3 separate regions of the Mus musculus genome follow, and regions 2 and 3 are each linked to region 1. The links are chromatin contacts, called in public Hi-C and HiChIP or PLAC-seq maps. All regions are on one chromosome and are shown on one strand. Each heading gives the region's core, a stretch centred on a gene start, on an enhancer-like site or on the middle of the called end of the contact. The rest is flanking DNA. Distances are from core to core; before and after follow the strand shown.

Evidence for each region. Hi-C and Micro-C count contacts between places; a contact is called where the count stands out from the background. HiChIP or PLAC-seq counts read pairs in DNA pulled down with a chosen protein or histone mark.
Region 2: a contact with region 1 is called in a Hi-C map of embryonic stem cells, with 2.7 times the contacts expected there. The contact joins the enhancer-like site here to the promoter of Zfp622 in region 1. A contact is called at or near these places in 3 of 39 promoter capture datasets (embryonic stem cells, liver and macrophages), 6 of 484 Hi-C or Micro-C datasets (cardiomyocytes, embryonic stem cells, myeloid progenitors and 1 more) and 2 of 9 other capture datasets (adipose tissue and liver).
Region 3: a contact with region 1 is called in an Esrrb HiChIP or PLAC-seq map of embryonic stem cells, with 9 times the contacts expected there. The contact joins the enhancer-like site here to the promoter of Zfp622 in region 1. A contact is called at or near these places in 1 of 39 promoter capture datasets (macrophages), 3 of 484 Hi-C or Micro-C datasets (bone marrow-derived macrophages, embryonic stem cells and forebrain), 10 of 115 datasets of contacts at active chromatin or transcription factors (the 230-238 cell line, the HPC-7 cell line, bone marrow-derived macrophages and 6 more) and 3 of 9 other capture datasets (adipose tissue, liver and pancreatic islet).

What each region holds. Positions count from the first base shown.
Region 1 is chr15:25,982,845-25,986,060 of GRCm38.p6, reverse strand. Zfp622 (zinc finger protein 622) reads right to left here and starts at 1,695. Exons shown (of 6, transcript NM_144523.3): 1 at 878-1,695. The coding sequence starts at 1,511.
Region 2 is chr15:25,739,000-25,742,215 of GRCm38.p6, reverse strand. Myo10 (myosin X) reads right to left here. Exons shown (of 41, transcript NM_019472.2): 17 at 2,847-2,929. Among named protein-coding and RNA genes, the nearest start is that of Retreg1, 100 kb to the left of the region's middle. Within about 2 kb of position 1,730, at least 25 of the 459 cell types and tissues checked have an H3K27ac peak or open chromatin away from gene starts, as enhancers often do. A contact at or near this core is called in embryonic stem cells, where this site is marked.
Region 3 is chr15:25,779,698-25,782,913 of GRCm38.p6, reverse strand. It overlaps Myo10 (myosin X), which reads right to left. Exons shown (of 41, transcript NM_019472.2): 23 at 3,104-3,216; 24 at 2,502-2,550; 25 at 1,050-1,940. Among named protein-coding and RNA genes, the nearest start is that of Retreg1, 62 kb to the left of the region's middle. Within about 2 kb of position 1,638, at least 16 of the 459 cell types and tissues checked have an H3K27ac peak or open chromatin away from gene starts, as enhancers often do. A contact at or near this core is called in embryonic stem cells, where this site is marked.

The DNA of each region.
Region 1 (3,216 bases), core at 446-2,945:
AGCCCCACAAGTCAGGCTTGCAGGCAACACGAAACCCTCACTCAGTTTTAGTCAACTAAGTGAAATGTAAAATCCTAAGCCATTCTAACCACACATTCTACAGCAGCGTGCCAACAGCATAGCTTTCTGTGCACCAGTGTAACCCTTCCTGATCCAAACTAAAAGAATGTTTTGCCCGTTAAGAATGCGCCTCTACTCTTTTATTCTGTTTTTAATCAATGCCCTAGGTCCTGGATCCACCACAGAGACGCAGACAGACAAAGTGCCCTGTGGAAATGAAGAGCAGTGAGGCATTTAAACCACTTCTGCCCTCACTCTAAAATGTCCTATAGAAATCCCCAAATACTGTTCCCTTTCGGGTCCACACGAAGTTTGGTGCGTCCGGGAGCAAGCATAAGAATGGAGGTCTACAGCCCGGCAGTGGTGGCACTCGCCTTTAACCCCAGCACTTGGGAGGCAGAGGCAGGGGGATTTCTAAAGTTTAAGGCCAGCCTGGTCTACAGAGTGAGTTCCAGGACAGCCAGGGCTACACAGAGAAACCCTGTCTCGAAAAACCAAAAAAACACCAAAAAAGTATGGAGGCCTACAATCCATCTGCTTAACTAGTTAAAAGTCATAAACCAGGAAACATCTTTAAATCCAGGCGGGATGCCCTGGGCCTGGAACCCCACTCCCTCAAAGGCTGCGGTAAAAGGATAAGAAGAAAGTCAGGGTCCAGCCTGGGAATGGATGTCGCAAAGGTAAACACTGAAGAAGGCTCGGGCTGGGGGCCTCAGGGGAGGGCGACATCGCTGAACGTGGACCCAGCCCTTCGTCTCCATCGCGATGTCTCCCGGAGCCTCCCGCTCGCCCCAACCCCGACAGGACCCTTACCTACCTTCGTCTTCGTCGTCTTCCTCCTCTTCCTCTCCCTCCTCCTCTCCGTCCTCCCACTGCTGCTTCGCCAGCTTCTTCGCCTGCTGTTCGAACCACTGGAGCCGGGGCGGCTTCTCCGTCGGGTCTCGCTCCGGGACGCCCCGTGCGCCCGCCGCCGCCCTCCCGCACTCGTCCGTGGGCACGAAGGGCGCTTTCTTGGGGGACGTGGAGGGCTGGGCCTTGATGGCCTGCTGGATGGCGGCGTTCACGGCGTCCTTGTCGACGCCGTCCGCGCCCAGCCCCTTCTCCAGGTTCTTGGCGTTCAGCAGCTCCACGCGCCGGCTCGCGGCCCGCACCGCCTTCCGCTCCAGCTCGGCGTGCCGCCGGGAGCCGAGGTGGTTCTCGTAGGCGTTGAAGGTGGCGAACTTCTTGCCGCACGCCGTGCAGTAGGTGGCCGCGCCCTTGCTCGCCTCCGCCGCCTCGGCCACCGCGCGCTGCGCCCGCACCCGCTCCTGGAAGCCCTCGGCCGTCACCGGGGCCATGGCGGCCACCTTGCGCCGCAGGTTGTAGCGGTGCCAGTCCGTCTTGTAGTGCGCCCGCTGCAGCTCCGCGTCGCGGAACGCCACCCGGCAGGTGATGCACGTGAGAGCCGCCATCCCCGGGCCCGGAAGACAGAGACGACCCAGCCGAGAACCTTCTAAGCCTGACCGGCCGCCTTCTAGTCCCACAAACGCAGAGAACCTCCTTCGCCCACAGCCAGGAAAAGACACACCAGACACCAGCTTCCGGGCTCTAAGTGAGGGAACTTCCGAGTTCTAAGTGAGGGAACTTCCGACTCGCACAGGAAACTCTTGGCAGCTGGCTTAAGAAGGCCCGCCTGGGTCCCCGGAAATGACGAAGTTTCATGTCGCTCTCTTCGCGCCTGGATCCGCCCTGTCAATCAAAGGTGGGCGTGTGCCTGGAGGATGCCGCTGCCTCCTGAGGGCTTAGCGGTTGTGTCGCTTGCCGTGACGAGGTCAGAGGGATGGGCTTGTGAGGGAAAGAAGGGCGTGGGTGCCTGGGATGGTTCTGGGACTGCTCTTGAGAGATGGATCCCGTCAAGACTGTCTCTCGCGCCTCTGGAAAGGGGGATCAAACGTGGCGACAGCGTGGAACTTCCGGAGGCCAAACCGACCCAAGCTCTTTGCAGCGAAGGGGGCGGTCAGAGCTCTTGAACAGAAAAGATTCCCTGCTGGGAGCCGAAAGTACAGCCTAGCCACTGTCCCACAAAATATAATCCGAGCCACATGTGAGATTTTTAAATCCAAGTAGCCATATAAAAAGTCAAAGTAGAGACTATGCCCGGGCCTAACAAACACAGAAGTGGATGCTCACAGTCAGCTATTGGATGGATCACAGGGCCCCCAGTGGAGGAGCTAGAGAAAGTAACCTTATAGGTGGAACAACAATATGAACTAACCATTACCCCCAGAGCTCGTGTCTCTAGCTGCATATGTATCAGAAGATGGCCTAGTTGGCCATCAGTGGAAAGAGAGGCCCATTGGACTTGCAAACTTTATATGCCCCAGTACAGGGGAACGCCAGGACCAAAAAGTGGGAGTGGATGGGTAGGGGAGTGGGTGGGGGACCGTGTGGGGGACTTTTGGGATAGCATTGGAAATGTAAATGAAATAAATACCTAATAAAAACAAACAAACAAAAAAGTCAAACTAGGTGAAGTTGCTTTTAATGATCGAAATACTCTTTCAGCATCTAAAACTTTAAAAGGATCTATCTGTGATTTTACGCTCCATCGTGGGTACTAAACCTTGGAGACCCTGTGTGTATAACAGCAGCAATTCATATCAGTTCGATTTTTTTTTTCTTGAGACAGGGTTTCTCTGTGTAGCCCTGGCTGTCCTGGAACTCACTCTGTAGACCAGGCTGGCCTCGACCTTCAGAAATCCACCTGCCTCTGCCTCCCAAGTGCTTGGATTAAAGGCGTATGCCACCACTGCCTGGCAAATCCTCTGTTCTATCCCTGCCTTTAACTCACCCTGATTCAATGTCAATTGTTCTAACAGGTTAAGCAAGTATATTTTTGGTATTGTGTTAGAAATCCGTTGCTATGCTATTCTGCCTGAATATCTTTCTGCCAGCTTGCTCCCTTTTGTAAACCTTTGCCCAAATGCCTTTGGGGGGGGGGGGGTTCTAGAGCCTTTTGTCAAAAATAATGCCAGTATTTTTTTTGTGTTGTTGTTGTTTTTGTTATTATTATAATTATATCCCAAATGTTGCCCTCTCCTAGTCCCCTTCACAGAGTTCTTTCCCCTATACTCCCTCCCCTTCACCTCAGAGAGGGTGACCCCCCTCCTGCAAAGC
Region 2 (3,216 bases), core at 481-2,980, 240 kb after region 1:
GCATACAATGACTCAGTGGGGCCTGGCAGTGGGGGTGCACACCTTTATTCCCAGCACTTGGGAGGCAGAGGCTTGTGTATCTCTGAGTTCAAGGCCAGCCTGATCTATGGAGCTTGTTCCAGGACACCCTGGAACAGACAGAGAAACCTTATCTCGGAAAACAAAACAACCCTAAAAACAAACAAACAAACAAACAAACAAACAAACAGAGAGATGGTGAGCTGGGCGGGGTCTCACTGATGAATAGGCTGGAGACCCACCTAAGCCCCTATAGCCTTCCTCCACTTCCTCATCTGCACCATTTCATACAGGGGCTTCTTGGGGTGGGGTAGGGGAATGGGTTCCAGGACCGCTCATGGAAACCAGCACCCCAAATGCTCAGGTCCCTTGTTTATAATAAGCCACTGTCTGCACAGAACCAACACACATTTTCCCACACACCTTAAGCCATGTCTAGATTATTTACAGTAACAACACAAAGAACATTCTCCCTAAAGAGGTATTAAGTGTTACTGGCTAGGTCGGTGGTCCTCAGCTTTCCTGATGCTGTGACCTCTGAATACAGTTGCTCATGCTGTGGTGACCCCTAACCACAAAATTATTGTTGATGCTACTTCAAAACTGTAATTTTGCTCCTGTTACAATCTATAATGTAAGTATCTGTGTTTTCTGATGGTCTTGGGTGATCCCTGTGAAATGGCCATTCAACCCCCAAAGGGGCTACCACCCACAGTTTGAGAAGCACTGGTTTAGAAATAACAGTGAGGGGCTGGTGAGATGGCTCAGTGGGTAAGAGCACCCGACTGCTCTTCCGAAGGTCCAAAGTTCAAATCCCAGCAACCACATGGTGGCTCACAACCATCTGTAACAAGATCTGACTCCCTCTTCTGGAGTGTCTGAAGACAGCTACAGTGTACTTACATATATTAATAAAATAAATCTTTAAAAAAAAAAGAAAGAACAGTGAGACAGAAGTCTTTTCAGCACAGCCACAGGCTTTGTCTCTGCTTTATTTCTAACACAGGTTTTCAATCAATAATTGGTCAGCTCTACGGAGGAATTCTCAGGTGCAGAGCTGGTGTATTCTGTCCACTGTGCACGGAGGTGAAGGGTCCATCTGACACATGTTGGGACAGTGCTAGTAGGAACAACATCCAGGTGGACACAGGTTCAAATCCTGCCTCTTCTACTTCATAGCTGCCATCACAAATACAAGATGCCCCATCCCTCTCTTTAGGCCTCAGATGGCTTATCTCAAATGATGGGAGAAATTTTAGAATAAAATGAAGATGTGGTGTAGGCCAGAGACACAGTGCCTGGGCCGTGGCCAGGAGATTGCAACTCCATCACACAGCACCATCACCACTATTGATAAAGTGAAAGGCTTTCTGATAACTCATCAGCTGCCTAGCACTGTGGACAGACACTACTAGCTATAAAGCTGGGCATGCTGATGGTGCCACCGCCACGGGGAAAGGCACAAGGACCATCCATCCATCCATCCATCCATCCATCCACCAACTGTATCCTCAAGGTGGAGATGGTAGGATTCCTCCCTGGGCCTCGGAGAAGTGTGCACTTTTGCCTTGGGCTGCTCCTCACCCCAACTGCTTTAAACTCTTAGAGAACAGCCTGCATTCCATTAAAAGGTCAAAGCTGGCAAAGGTGAAAGGGAAGTAAGCTCCCCCCATTTGCATAGGGAAACCCCAGGCTGCTGCCTCAAATTCACCCCTTTCACACTAGGACAGAGACAGCTTGTGATCTCTGAGAGCAGCTCTTCCTTCTACAGCATCCACCACAACAAAAGGCCGCCACTTAACATCAACAGGCGGCTTGTATTTAAATGTAGCCTTTAGATGCTAACAGCTGAGACCTGCCTTGTCAGGTAACATGCTGTGGCATTTTCCAGCATCCTGTGTTTTCTGCCGGTCTGAAAAACTCACCTACAAATAGAAGTAGCTGAGAATAGTTTAAGCAGTGCACTTTCACAGGGGAGAACAGAAGTGTGAAGATCAAGCGCTTTGGATTGCAAGCTCAGCCTGGCTCCTTTCACCCCATCCATAGCTGGCTAAATGACAGGGTGACCACCTGGTATTTACGCACAGCTTTTTAACAATTGTCTACTTCCTTCCTCAGCCATTAAAAGTTATTTCTGTATATATTCATGCTATATCCCCCAAAGGTTTGAAAAGCCTACAAGGGAGGGCTTTGTCTCAAATCCTGTCTCCTTTACCAAGTCGCTGGACAATAGGGAACTTCCTGCCTAAGTTGATGCAAATAGCTAAACTAATCGTTAAAATTTTCTGTTTTCCCTTAACTCTTGATTCCATGGTGTGAACTTACAATTGCTGAATGAATGAATAACTGACCAATACATTAATAATTCTGGTTGTATTAACAGTTGCTTAATGTTCTTGACATCTCACCACGATGAGAAACAGGGTCCTATAAAAACCAGACCTGAAATGAAAACAGCTCAACGACCATAGAGTGGGCAAGCAGGCTGGGCTAGTCAAGATCAGGTTCCTGAGCCAAACGTACCTGATACAGAAGCTTAGCCTCTGGCCACCACAGTGATTTCCTCTCAGCAAATCACAGAGCTGCTCCCTGGCTGTGGTTCCTCACCAGTATAACCGCATAGATAAAGGGTAATATCCACCTCATGGTTTCATGTTTCTGCCTCAGTATGGGTACTCCTTGCTTCTATATTCTATCCCTTGGGTCACTGGAGAAGAAGCTAAGTCAAGTGCTTCTACAACTGCAGTGTGTTCTCTGTTCACAAATGCGGACATCCGCACACACTGTAATGTGCTTGCTAATGACGTCATGGAGGAGAAACGGCATACCTGCTTTCCCTGAGCAGGTTGAGAAGGTCATCTCTGAATGTGTCTCTGTTCTTTTCCAAGATGCCTCGGACATCATACTGCACCTAAGTAAAAAACGGGTACGAGAAAATGTCATACTCTTAATAAATTATGTTCAAGTTAGGATCTGCCCGGTTTTGTGAGGACCAAGTAAGCAAACATCAATAAACATCCTGTTCTTGCATCTATCCATCATCTATCCATCCACCCATCATCTATCTATGTCTATCCATCTATCAACTATCAATCAATCAATCAATCTATCTATCCTGTTCTTGTATCTATCATCTATCTATTATCTATCTATCTATCTATCTATCATCTATCTATCTATCTATCTATCTATCCTTTT
Region 3 (3,216 bases), core at 389-2,888, 200 kb after region 1:
ATGAGGAGACAGAGGAGGAGAGGCAGAGGTAAGCAGAGGACGGGAGTCGGGTAAGGAAAACACCCGGCATGGGCTAACCATCTTCAGCGCCACACAACGGAGGAGGAGCGCTCCTGACTCGACGACACTGCTACTGTGGCCGTCCAGGGAATTCAGAATGTAACAGAGAACTCAGACACAGCATCTGCCAGTGAGCTGACCCAACACTTACACTATAAGCTGACTCTAACCCAGAGACTCCACGCTAAAGAGGATGTTTAAGGGTCTCATTTTAATCAAGCCACACAAGAGTTAAAGAAACTCAGCCAGGCAGTGGTGGTGCACGCCTTTAATCAATCCCAGCACTTGGGAGGCAGAGGCAGGTGGATTTCTGAGTTCGAGGCCAGCCTAGTCTACAGAGTGAGTTCCAGGACAGCCAGAGCTACACAGAGAAACTCTGTCTTGAAACAAACAAACAAACAAACAAAGTTAAAGAAACCCTTAAGTTGCTATGCCAAAAATATTGGTCAAATCTGAGGAACTAAAGACAACATTTAATACATAAGAGAAAAAGCCAAACGTAAGAAAAAAAAAAAAAGAACACATTTAAACTATATAGATTCCCTCCTTATTAAAAGAAATACATTGAGTGGCTTGGACTGTACTTCAATACACCCCAGGAGAGTGAGTGGGCCAGCTTCCTCAGGGTCTGCAGAAAAGCCATGCTGAGCCTCATTTTTAAGATGCCAGTTCTGGTCTATCTATGACTACACCATTCTGAATGTGCCTGATCTCATCTCCAACCAGTCAGGAGTTTATGGCTTGGCAGACGGCTCTGCTAGTGAAGTACGTACACTACCTGAGTGGATTCTCAAAGTCTTTGTAAAAACAGCTTGAGTTGTTTAGACCTGCTTATAACCCTAGCACTAGGGAAGAGAGGTAGGTGGATCTCCTGGGTCACTGGCCAGCATAGCCCACTATAGACTCCTGGGTGAGGTCTAGGCCAATGAGAGCCCTCCCACCCCCACCCCCACTCTCCCACCTTTAGGGACAAGATGGCAGATACTCACGGAGGACTGCGCCCCTTCTGAGCTGAACCGGTACGCTCCGGAACTGTTGTAGGTTCCCACGGAATACCTGTAGTCGGGGGACCACTGGCTTCCATAGGAGTTGGAGAAAGTCACGCTGCTGCCTGACGTGATGGCGCCATCCTCGTAATCGTCCTGGTCATAGTCATAGTCGCCGTCGGGGGAGGGCAGGTCGCCGTTGTTCTGCGGCATGCAGTAGGTGGACTCCCCACTCGAGGAGTTGTGCAGGCTAGCGGAGTCCTGCATGGACGCAGCAAGAAGCACCGTACTGTCGGCACTGGGGCTGGTGGGCACCACCGTGTAGTTCATGTAAGGGTCCTCCTCGGATGAGTCGTCGCTCGTCCGGATGCCACTCGTTCGCTGGTCGGAGTGGCCGTGCTCGCTGGGGTTGGGCGAGTCCTTGAAGGCGTCGTCATCCGCCTCGAAGCCCTCGTCCACCTCCTCCTCCGCGGGGTAGGGCTGGCTGAAGTTGAAGTTTGGCTTCTCTCCGCTGGCACTCTCGGCAAGCTCACTGAGCTCTTCGCCCGAAATCTCGCTCCCTACCGACAGGGAGCGCTCGATGTTGCGGACGCACTCGTCGATCTCGTCGAAGTTGAGCGACTCCAAGAACTCCTGGGCGGCGCGGCAGGCCTCATCCTCCAGCCTGCGCAACTCCTCATCCCGCAGCTGCTGCAGCTTCTGCAGGGAGGCCTCGGTCAACGACAGCTCCTGCCGCTCCTTCATGCGCTGCAGATCCTCGATTTCCTTCTCCAGGCGGAGGATCTCCTCCACCTGCTTGTTCTCCCTTTGCTTTTCCAGCTCCCTGGTCAAGTCCGCTTCCCTCTGGCTCTTCTGCAAGGCTTCCAGTTCTTGCTGCCTCCTTGTCTCTGCCTCCTGGACCAGGGGCAAGGTGGGTTTTAGAACAAGCACCTTCTTCCTGTTCTACACACTGAACTGTGGCCCCACCCAAACGACAAGCTGAAACCCTAACCCCAGCGCCTCAGAATAACTACTACGGTTGGACAAGGGGCTTTTAATCGGGTGACTAAGTTAAAATGAGGTGGGGCCCGATGACTGGAGCCTGCATCCAATCTGAATGGCGTCCTTATAAAAAGAGGACAGTGGGAGTCAGACACCTGAAATGAATATCAAGGACGGACCACGGCGTGAGGTGGCCACCCATGGAAATGGCAACAGAATGTGAAGGCGTCTCTAAGACACTAACATGGTGTTGCTCTGCCACAGAGAAACCATACTTCGATTCACACTGAAAGCCCAAGACTTTCTCTACGCTCCATGCCACTGTGCTGGGAAAGAGAGTGCCCCCGAAACATCCCCTCAGCCTGTGTTCCCACTATCTCCTACTTTATTTCCATTGTGAATCTTCAGACCCAGTGTCCAAGTCTGAAGCAGGAAGGTAGTACATAAAGCCCCAGAAATCGCTGCGCTCCTCACCTGATGGGCACGGAGGAGGTCAGCTTCTCTTTGCGCTCGCTCTCTTTCTCTAAGAAAGGGAAAGAAAAGCAGCTGGTGAAAATCAACAACCTTGACACCAATCTTCACCAGCTCTCCTCCTTCGGCAGTGCTGGGGGGCTCGTCTGTCCGAGGCAAACACTCTATCGCTGAGCTATGTACGCAACCCGGAGAAGATCTTTGCCAGTTAAAAAGGAAGAAGCGGGTTGGGGAGATGTCTCGGTCTGTAACGAGCTTGCTTTCTGAGCAGGAGCCCTGAGTTCAGACCCTCTGCATCCACGTGGTGTGATCTGCAGCAGCACACACCTGTAATTCCAAGGCTGGAGGAGCAGAAGCAGGTGGCACCGTGGAGCCTGCTGCTCAGTCACTTGTCCAGAACAATAAGGCGTCTGACTCAACCCCTGCCCTCCACGTGCACGCAGGCACGTTACGTACGCAGGCACGTACACAGGTCAGTCAGCCTGCTCAGATTTGTAAGCTTCAGGGTCAGCGGAGAGCTCTCCCGGTCCCCTGGGAATCCCTAACGGGCCAACAAGGATAACCCTCCCAGTGAACCGTTCTGTTTCAGCCGGCAGAGCACATACCTTTCCTCTTCCTCTCTCTTCTTCTCTTCCTCCCGCCTCTTCTTTTCCTCCAGCTCCCGTTTCTCAGCCAACAGCTGCCTGTAAACCCTGCGTGCCAGCTGTCCTCGCAGTTG